Regions from separate parts of the Mus musculus genome. Here regions 2 and 3 are each linked to region 1. Evidence: chromatin contacts called from public Hi-C and HiChIP or PLAC-seq data. All regions are on one chromosome and are shown on one strand. The core of a region is the stretch at or near the end of the contact, and the rest is flanking DNA. Distances in the headings are between cores, read along the strand shown.

Region 1 (2,876 bases), core at 117-2,616:
TCCATTTTTGAAGTTGGTTATCTTGGCTAAGTTTAAAAGTGCCAAAGAAAATGAAACAAATAAAACTGAATGAAAGCTGGGTAAGCTTCCATGAATAGCCCTGCAACAGAAATGTAAGGGTTTAAATGGTTGCAGTATTCAATTGGAAAGATGTGAAATACTTTCTGGAATATCTGCCCCAGAGCTACACACCTCAAAAGCTGATGTGTTTATCCTTTGATTTGGACAGATTAGCCCAGGAATCATCCAGATCAGTTCAGGTGGGTATTTAACCTAGCTCCCAGAACGCGGTTGTCCAGGAAAAAGGTCTTTTTCCTTGTTCTTTAGGGCTGAGACATTTAAAGACACGTCAAAGGCAAACTGGTTTGAATTCAGACACGTTGTTGCTGACTGATGAGCCTGCTGTATCGGGAACACACGCTGGGAGCAAGACTCAGGTTCCCCAGGCTCTTCTACCAAATGAACCCAGAATCAAAATTGCAAATAATCCTTTTAATTCCAGCTGTTTTGGCCCAGGCCTTTAATCATGACTCCCCGGAAGCAGAGGCAGTCGGATCTCTTGAGTTTCAGGACAACCAGGACTGCATAGAGAACCCTGTCTAGAAAATCCAAATCAACCAACCAAATACTCCTTTAAATTCCAATTTTAAAACAAAAATTGCATAATGAAGGGAAATGGCTGTGTTGGCATACTTAGTCGTGCCTCATATCAAGGGCGTTGTTTAAGGCCTACAGAGGATCATTAACCATCAGAGCCCATCTTCAGACCTGGGGGCCCTAGGCTATCTCAGTTCTCCAGGACAGCGGCTCTCCTATCTCCGCAGAGGCAGAAGGACTTCAGAGTGCTAAGCTGCAACGGCTTTCCCGCTTTGCACTTGCTTGGGAGAGAAATTTTCCGTAGTAGGCCCTAGGTCTTTAAGGTTGGTCGAGCCCAGTGCTAAACTCAGATTCTGAGAACAAGGGTGGAGCAAGGCGTGATCCAAAAGCCCCGGGGTGATCCAAAAGCTTCAATAAACAAGTGAGGGCGGGTGCACCTGTGCCCGGATCTCCAAATCCCGTTCGCACCAGGGCTTCCGCCTCTAGACCTCATCCCCTGCCTGGAGCTTCGGCCCGCCCTTACTCTGGGCAATGACTAACAAGGCTGGACCACAACACTTCAGGCCCAGCTCCGAGATTTATGTCCTGCTGCAGCACGCGTCAGAAGGCCACTTCAGTCCAGGACCCTAAAAACCCCGCCCCCGTTCCTCCAGTCTCTCTCCAAGGCGCCTAGCGACCTTCGGCCCAGCGCCCCACGCGCAGAGGCGCTCTTCTCTGACGTACGGCGCTCTCAGAGTGACGCACAAGTCCCGCCCCGACCTCAAGCCCCGCCCAGGCTGTGGCCATTCCCCGCCTCTTGTATCTTGAACCGCTTCTCCCTGAGCTCAGGCGGCGTTTTCCGATCCTGCTGCGGTCTAGGTGGCGTTTCTGTCCGGCCACGAGAGACTGTATAGCCCCGCCGCCCGCGGGCAATGGTGCGGCGGAGCGCGCAGACGCGGGCGGCCCTGCGGTGGGTATGAAAGGAGGATGGAAGGGCAGGACGAGGTGTCGGCGCGGGAGCAGCACTTCCACAGCCAAGTGCGAGAGTCCACGGTGCGTGGTCGGGCGGTTCCCTGGTGCTGCGCCGCGCGTTGGACCCAGGAGCGCAGCGTAGACCAGCACGGTCCCATAGTTTCTTCCCGGACCCTTCACGCATGTTGGCCTTCCAGCACCCCACTGGGTCTGCTGCAGACTGACTCCGACGCCCCGCATCACTTGAGACCCGTTCACCTGCTCCCCATCTTCTCACCTCTGTCACCTCCTGCTCTGTCACCCTACTGCTCTCTCCTCTTGTAGGTCTCCCTCGCGCCACCAGCGTTCTCTCCCCTCCTTTCTGTCCTCTCCTTACCTATGTTCCCTCCCCTTCATTCTAACTTCCTATCTTTCTCCTGTCACCTTTATACCCACCCACCACCCCGTACCTATGTCTTCCTTCCGCTGCGTCACCTGTGCTCCTCCCTTTCCCTGAGCTCCCTCCTATCATTTCTGCCCGCTTCCAGTCACCTGTGCCCACCTCTGGTCACCTGAGTTCGGCTCTCCTCCCAACACTTGTAGCCCGTCATCATCGGACCTCCTCAGTCACCTACACTTAACCTGCGTCCATTTCTCCTATACTCTCCCTATGCGTCCATTCAACTCATCTGCACCTTTATCATCTGCTTCACCATCTTCACCTGAGTTTATCCCGCATCTCCTGCTAACTGAGGGTATAGGGTGATGGGTGGCTGCCTCTTTTCTTCTAGCCGGGCGTGGTACCTGGTATCTGGGCTGAGCTTGCTGTGGCTCAGCTGTAAGTACAGACACCTGGCTTCCCAAGCTTCCAGCCCTGCAGTGGCTCTGGCCTCCCACCCGCATCTCCCTATACTCACACCCTCTCTAAACCCCTCTATCCAGGACAGAGTTAAAAACTTCCCGAGGAGTGTAGACAAGTCTTTCGTAGGAAGGGCGAGAGCAGGAACCTACAGTGCTGTCAAACAACTGCTCTGGAAAGGATGGACCCCTTTCATCCTGCTGTTTCTAGCAGGTCAGGAAGCCAGCTTGGCTCCCTAAGGTCTCTTTTGATGAGTGCCTTTCAGGATGCCCTACACTATTGTAAAAGAATTAGTTTGTGTCCCCATAACTCTGCAAAGTATGTTCAAGTTACATATTTGCATTCACCTCTCTTCTAGTTCACGTTCCCCTCTCAGTCACACCCTTGGTTTGAGGGAAACATTCTGGTTCAGTTTGTGCAGTTACTGATTTTGAAAACTGAGAACTGGCTTGCCGAGTCATACTGAAGTAAGAGGAGATGCATTAAATCT
Region 2 (2,924 bases), core at 61-2,560, 260 kb before region 1:
ACTTCAGGACCAACGCAAAAGAACCGACACTGAGTATTCCTAGGGCCACCCTCAGAGTATACCTTGTAAAGGATTCTGGTCCTTCTGAAAGCTGATTTATGAAAATCAGAATATATAATTGAATGAAAATATTTTCAGCATAAAATCTAGCCTGTCGGGGCTGGAGAGATGGTTCAGCAGTTAAGAGCACTGACTGCTCTTCCAGAGTCCTGAGTTCAATTTCCAGTAACCATCTGTAATGAGGTCTGATGCCCTCTTCTGGTGTGTCTGAAGACAGCTACAGTGTACTTATATATAAAATAACAGTGTACTTATATATAATAAGTAAATCTTTAAAAAATAATTGTCGGGCAGTGGTGGTGCACACCTTTAATCCCAGCACTTGGGAGGCAGAGGCAGGCGGATTTTTGAGTTCGAGGCCAGCCTGGTCTACAGAGTGAGTTCCAGTACAGCCAGGGCTACACAGAGAAACCCTGTCTCGAAAAACAAAAACAAAAACAAAACAAAACAAACAAAAAATCTAGCCTGTCAGGGGATCTTGACACTACTGTTTCTAAGAACAAATTAGAAATACTTGATTTTATTTTAAAGTTTTAGTGGAAGAAAAAAAAAAAAACTAAGAAAGACTTATCTTCAAACTAATGTCACCAATTCTGCCCATTAAATTAAATAACACCAACTTCCTGAAGAAGGTACTCTCAGGATATGACATCAGGGCAGTCCAACCCCCACAGCTGCAGGTTGCTGAGAGCAATGGGGGAATATATGACCAGGGGTTGTGGCAAGACAATCCCGCAGTCCTCAAAGCACTCCTGGGTGAAGACTACTTCACATTCTCTCCATAGTAGAATTCTGTGACACTGCAATGAGTACATGGTTTCCATGGGTGAGGACAAGTCTGTAAACATCTGTGATCAGCTTCTCCAAGCTCTACTCAACCAACTTTGTAAATGGGTAGCTCAAACTGTTCAGAAACCCTGAGATGAAATGAGATCATGAACATCAATAAAGAACTGTCGCAGGTTATTTTATTATACTGTGAACCCCCAGATTCTGTTATTTACTTAAAAAAAGGAAAGAAAAGAAAAGAAAAGAAAAGAAAAGAAAAGAAAAGAAAAGAAAAGAAAAAAAGGCGTGTCTCAGCTTTGGCGCACACCTTTAGTACACACTTTTAATCGCTAACAATGAAGGTAAAGTTAGTTTGTACAAGGAAGCATACATGTTTGAAAGTGATGTCTAATTAGGTGGCAGACAAAGTGACAAATCAGATAAAGATGTGACAGAATAGGCCATGCCTCACTGCACGAGAAGAGGAAGGAAAGGGAAGCTATTTGATGAGCAGTGCAGAGAGAGAAAGGAATCAGTTTTACCAGGAGAGTTATAGTGAGACGGAATGAAGAAAGAAAACAAGCTAGACACACATGAAGACAGAATGAGTCAGAGAGTGAGAAGGAGCCAGAAGACTAGAATAACTGCCAGAGTTAGTTTGAGGCCAAGCAGAGCAACTCAGTCAGAGGCAGAGAGAGAAGCAGATTTTGAGCCAGAACAACTGAGATGAACCAGCCAGTCAGAGCTTAGAAAGAGCTAGAAAGAGCTTATTCAGAAGTAAGTCTCAGAGGCTAAAACATTCTAGGCCTAGATAAGATTGTATGTCGGTTAAAAGCTTCCAGGACTAGACCTAGATTAGCAGACAAGGCAATAAGCCTCCATATGATAATTACTTCACGAGAATAAAAGTTACATTAAAAAAAAAACTGACTTTAATGACTAGATGGTAAATGAAATAATCACATCAACTGACTTTATGTAAATGAAAATTAAGTACAGTAGTTTGAATCTTTTCTTGTAAGAAAATTAAATGTTCTAAGATTGTCTGTCTAGCAAAAACCTTTACACATGGTTTAAAAACCTTCATTTCTAAGAACTAAACCAGATCTGAAAAATTTTAAGTTAGATTAAAATAGCCTATTAAGTACAAAGTCTCTTTGGCTGAAAAGTTCACATACACTCCAACATTACAGAGGCCTCAGAGATAGAAATGCAGTTAGACATAGGCCTCATACCCTACCTGTGATGGTTTGTATATGCTTGGCCCAGGGAGTGGCCCAAGCAGCAGCTTTGGCCATGTAGCTCTAGCTTTAGAGTTAAGAACAAAAGGAACTACTGGGACCATTGATGCCGATTAACTGGAGCTAAGTAATTTGTGGTGATTAAGAAGAGACCAGCATCACTGAGGTAAAATCTTCTGGGAAGTGTTTTCTGAGAGCACAAAGTTGTGTTCCAGAGATAGACAAGGTTGTACTTCTTGCTGCAGCTGTACTTGGTAATGTGTAAGAGTCACCAAGTTGGTTCTGATTTTGAAGGCATGAAGGGGTCATGAAGAGCAGCTGGAGCTTGGCACTGTAAGAGGCCATGGAAGGCCACTGGAGAAGGTGCATCCTCAGTTGTAGTTGGCAGCCCAGGACTGAAGGGGTCATGCAAAGGAGTTGAGGATTGGCACTATGAAGAGAGCCTATGAGAGGCTATTGGTGAAGACTAGTTGCAGTGGAAGACCCCAACATATTGGAGATGTCAGTACCATGGGCTGATCGCCAAGAATAGCAGCAGCAGCGGAGTAGATCAACCTGATGACGTTAGTACAGAGGGCAGAGCTGGAGACGTGACACCAGCCCTTCGGAAGAGCCCAAAAGATCATGTGTGCACCCCAGATATTGAAACAAGTAGCTGTAACATTGGAGCTTGGAGACCCTAAGATGTTTGAGATGGCAAAGCCATAGGATATCTCCTGAAGAATGCTGCTAACAGAGAATGGAACCAGCCCAGGAAAGGAAGTTTATTGCAGTCAACAAAGATGAAAAAGGAGTGGAGATTTGAAAACTGCTTTAACATCAGACATGAAGATGCAGAGTTTGGAGTTTGTCTGC
Region 3 (2,892 bases), core at 216-2,715, 330 kb before region 1:
ATTACTTCTCCCTTATTGAGGAAGGTCACCATCTTCCACTAATCAACAGCTTTGAGGGGGACCTAAATGAAGTGAGCTAGGGAGACAGGTCTAGCCAGTCAAATCAGCAAATCGCCTCTCACCATCAATAGAATGACAGATGACAGCCAGATGGCCCTCACAGCTTCTTTTCCTATCATAGTCATTCAGTCATTCATTCAGGTGTTTAACAAGAAATGTCCCTCATAGGCTCACGTATTTAAATGGTTGGTCCTCCATTGGTGACACTATTTTGGGAGATTATGAAACCTTAGGAGTTGGAGCCTTATCAGAGGAAGTCAGTCACTGGTGGTCAGTTTTGAGAGTTCATAGCCAGCCCTACTCCAGTTTGCTTTCTCTGTCTTCTGTGTGTGGGTTTAGGTGTTACCTCTTTTTTTTTAATTAATTAATTAATTTAATGTATATGAATGCATACACTATAGATGTCTCCAGACACACAATAAGAGGGCATCAGATCCTATTACAGATGGTTGTGAACCATCATGTGGTTGCTGGGAATTGAACTCAGGACCTCTGGAAAAACAGCCAGTGCTGAGCCATCTCTCCAGCCCCTAGGTGTTACCTCTTAGCTTCATGCTTTAGCTGTCAGCTCCCATATGTCCCCCACCATCATGAACTCTCCATCTCAGATAAATTTCTTCTTCCTTAAATTGGTTCTGGTCATTTAAGACAAAAATTTTTGTTGTTGGTCTTTTTGTTTTGTTTTGTTTTGTTTTGTTTTGTTTTTTGAGACAGGGTTTCTCTGTGTAGCCCTGGCTGTTCTAGAACTCACTCTGTAGACCAGGCTGGCCTCAAACCCAGAAATCTGCCTGCCTCTGCCTCCCAAGTGCTGGGATTAAAGGTGTGCACCACCACTGTATGTATGTATGTATGTATGTATGTATGTATGTATGTAAGTATGTATGTGTGTATCTGTGTTCATATACCCACAGAAACCAGAAAAGGCTATCCCATCCCCTTGAGCTAGATTTATAGGGGACTGTGAACTGTGAGCATGGGTGCCGGGAACTGAACTCAGGTTACTTGAACAAATAGTAAGTGCTTTTAACCATTGTGAGCCTGGTCATGGTGTTTCAGGACCTCTCCAGCCCTGGTCCTGGTATTTTATCACAGCAATAGAAAGTAACTAACACATTGATACAGCTAGGGTCAGAGCCCTCAAGTGTGCTGGACAAACATTCCACGGATGGGCCACACCTCAGCTTTCCCTCTGCTTAGAAGAAAAGCAGTCATTGTACTCAGGGCCACCCTAATCCAGCATGACCTCATCTTAACTGCCTACTCTGCAACAGCCCTATTTCCCACGTGGGACTGGAACATCAATATAACTTTTAGAGGATCCGGTTTCAGAGGCTTGTTTACAGCTAACGAAGACTCTGCTGCCCCCCTGGGCTGTCTGGGTTCAGCACGCACAGCAGTACCAGGAAGATAGACCCCCCTCACTGGAACAGCAGTCTCCAAGACCCACAGCTGACTCACCTTGGCTTTGCAGACTCACACACATCGCAAACTTTGACTGTGGGTGAATAATAAGTGTCTCCAAATGTATGACATGGAATGTTTAGTGAAGGGAGTGGTTCTGATGCTAAGGTCTTGTTCCATAATTGGTTCTTGATTTGTCAGTAATAAAAGCCAGGGAATAATTGTTGGGCAGGAGGTACAGGCAGGATTTTCAGGTCCCAAGAGAAAAAGGCAGATCTGAGGAAGGAGAGAAGTCTTTCTGCCATGCTTTGGAGGAAGAAGAATGCAGCAACCGTGTGAGGTCTCAGTGGGAGCCGAGGCCTGTGGCCTCCACTATAGGCAGGTGGCCAAGGATGTTTGGCAGGGTCTAGGTGGGTCTAGTCACTGAAGTTTAGGGTAAGTGGAGAGGTCCTCTGAAAGAACAGCCAGTGCTCTTAACCAATGAGACATCTTTCCAGCTCCTTTTAATAATTTTTAATGTTATTCTAGTTTCATCTCTGTTACTGTAATAAAACATACTGTAACACAAAGCTACTTAGAGGAGAAAAGGTTTCACCTGACCTACAGGTCCAGGTGATAGTCTACCTCTGAGGGAATTCAGAGCAGGAACTCAAGGCGGAAACCTGAAGCAGAAATCATGGAGGAATAGTTTTCTGGCTTAATCACTTATAGGCTTTCTTACATAGCCCAGGACCTCTTGCCTAGGGTTGATACTTCCCACAATGCGCTGGGTCCTCTTATATCATTTACTAATCAAAATAGTTTCTCAACGTGGCCACAGGCCAGTCTGATCTAAGTAATTCTTCGGCTAAGACTTCTCTCAGATGACTTGAGGCTGTGCCAAGTTGACAAGGCTAACTATGACAAATGTTAAAACATGGTTTTCATACTCAAATGATGGGAGATTTACATAGACTAACAATTGTGAATCAATGACCTCGCAAGGCCAACTGGGTCATAGACCACATGTAGCCACCCATCCTGCCATGTGGCCTCTGCTGGCTAGGTATCTCCTAATGGCAACCCATTCTTGCCCTGGAATCTGATGATCTTAGCAGACTGCTTGTTGCCACAGTGGGACTACTGGGAAGAGTTTCATCAGCCAAGCCTTTGGGGGTTTCTCCAGGAGCTGGCACCTTTGTTTTCAGACCAGCAAATTTCTCCTGAAATCTCTGGAGAGTCTGGAGCTAGGCCCTGGGGTGGTAGTGCATGCTGGTAGGTGAGTGGAATGGGGGTGAGGTGGAGGAAGTCTTGCTACCAGCATGAAGGCTGGAAATGGAGTGCAGCCTCGTGATAAGTAACTCATCCAGAGGAGGGATAGAAAGAATCGCACATCTCCAGGTTCTTCCAAGGGGGAGTGAGATGCAAGGACAGTTTTGAGTGACCAACAGC

What was found. Hi-C and Micro-C count contacts between places; a contact is called where the count stands out from the background. HiChIP or PLAC-seq counts read pairs in DNA pulled down with a chosen protein or histone mark.
Region 2: a contact with region 1 is called in a Hi-C map of the HPC-7 cell line, with 1.5 times the contacts expected there. The contact joins the enhancer-like site here to the promoter of Lmbr1 in region 1. A contact is called at or near these places in 2 of 39 promoter capture datasets (the C10 cell line and the HPC-7 cell line), 2 of 15 datasets of contacts at CTCF or cohesin (large pre-B cells and pro-B cells), 16 of 484 Hi-C or Micro-C datasets (3T3-L1-derived adipocytes, B cells, the G1E-ER4 cell line and 12 more), 3 of 115 datasets of contacts at active chromatin or transcription factors (bone marrow-derived macrophages, epiblast stem cells and trophoblast stem cells) and 1 of 9 other capture datasets (pancreatic islet).
Region 3: a contact with region 1 is called in an H3K4me3 HiChIP or PLAC-seq map of neural tube, with 5 times the contacts expected there. The contact joins the enhancer-like site here to the promoter of Lmbr1 in region 1. A contact is called at or near these places in 15 of 39 promoter capture datasets (the 3T3-L1 cell line, the C10 cell line, the HPC-7 cell line and 11 more), 1 of 15 datasets of contacts at CTCF or cohesin (large pre-B cells), 8 of 484 Hi-C or Micro-C datasets (LSK cells, brain, embryonic stem cells and 2 more), 7 of 115 datasets of contacts at active chromatin or transcription factors (embryonic limb bud, embryonic stem cells, extraembryonic endoderm stem cells and 2 more) and 2 of 9 other capture datasets (liver and pancreatic islet).

The regions. Positions count from the first base shown.
Region 1 is chr5:29,376,880-29,379,755 of GRCm38.p6, reverse strand. It overlaps Lmbr1 (limb region 1), which reads left to right and starts at 1,366. Exons shown (of 17, transcript NM_020295.3): 1 at 1,366-1,629. The coding sequence starts at 1,564.
Region 2 is chr5:29,640,052-29,642,975 of GRCm38.p6, reverse strand. All of the region lies in intron 17 of Ube3c (ubiquitin protein ligase E3C), which reads right to left. Among named protein-coding and RNA genes, the nearest start is that of Gm42245, 58 kb to the left of the region's middle. Within about 2 kb of position 1,310, at least 3 of the 459 cell types and tissues checked have an H3K27ac peak or open chromatin away from gene starts, as enhancers often do. A contact at or near this core is called in the HPC-7 cell line, where this site is marked.
Region 3 is chr5:29,706,909-29,709,800 of GRCm38.p6, reverse strand. No RefSeq gene overlaps it. Among named protein-coding and RNA genes, the nearest start is that of Gm42245, 8.5 kb to the right of the region's middle. Within about 2 kb of position 1,465, at least 93 of the 459 cell types and tissues checked have an H3K27ac peak or open chromatin away from gene starts, as enhancers often do. A contact at or near this core is called in embryonic limb bud, extraembryonic endoderm stem cells, neural tube and 1 more, where this site is marked.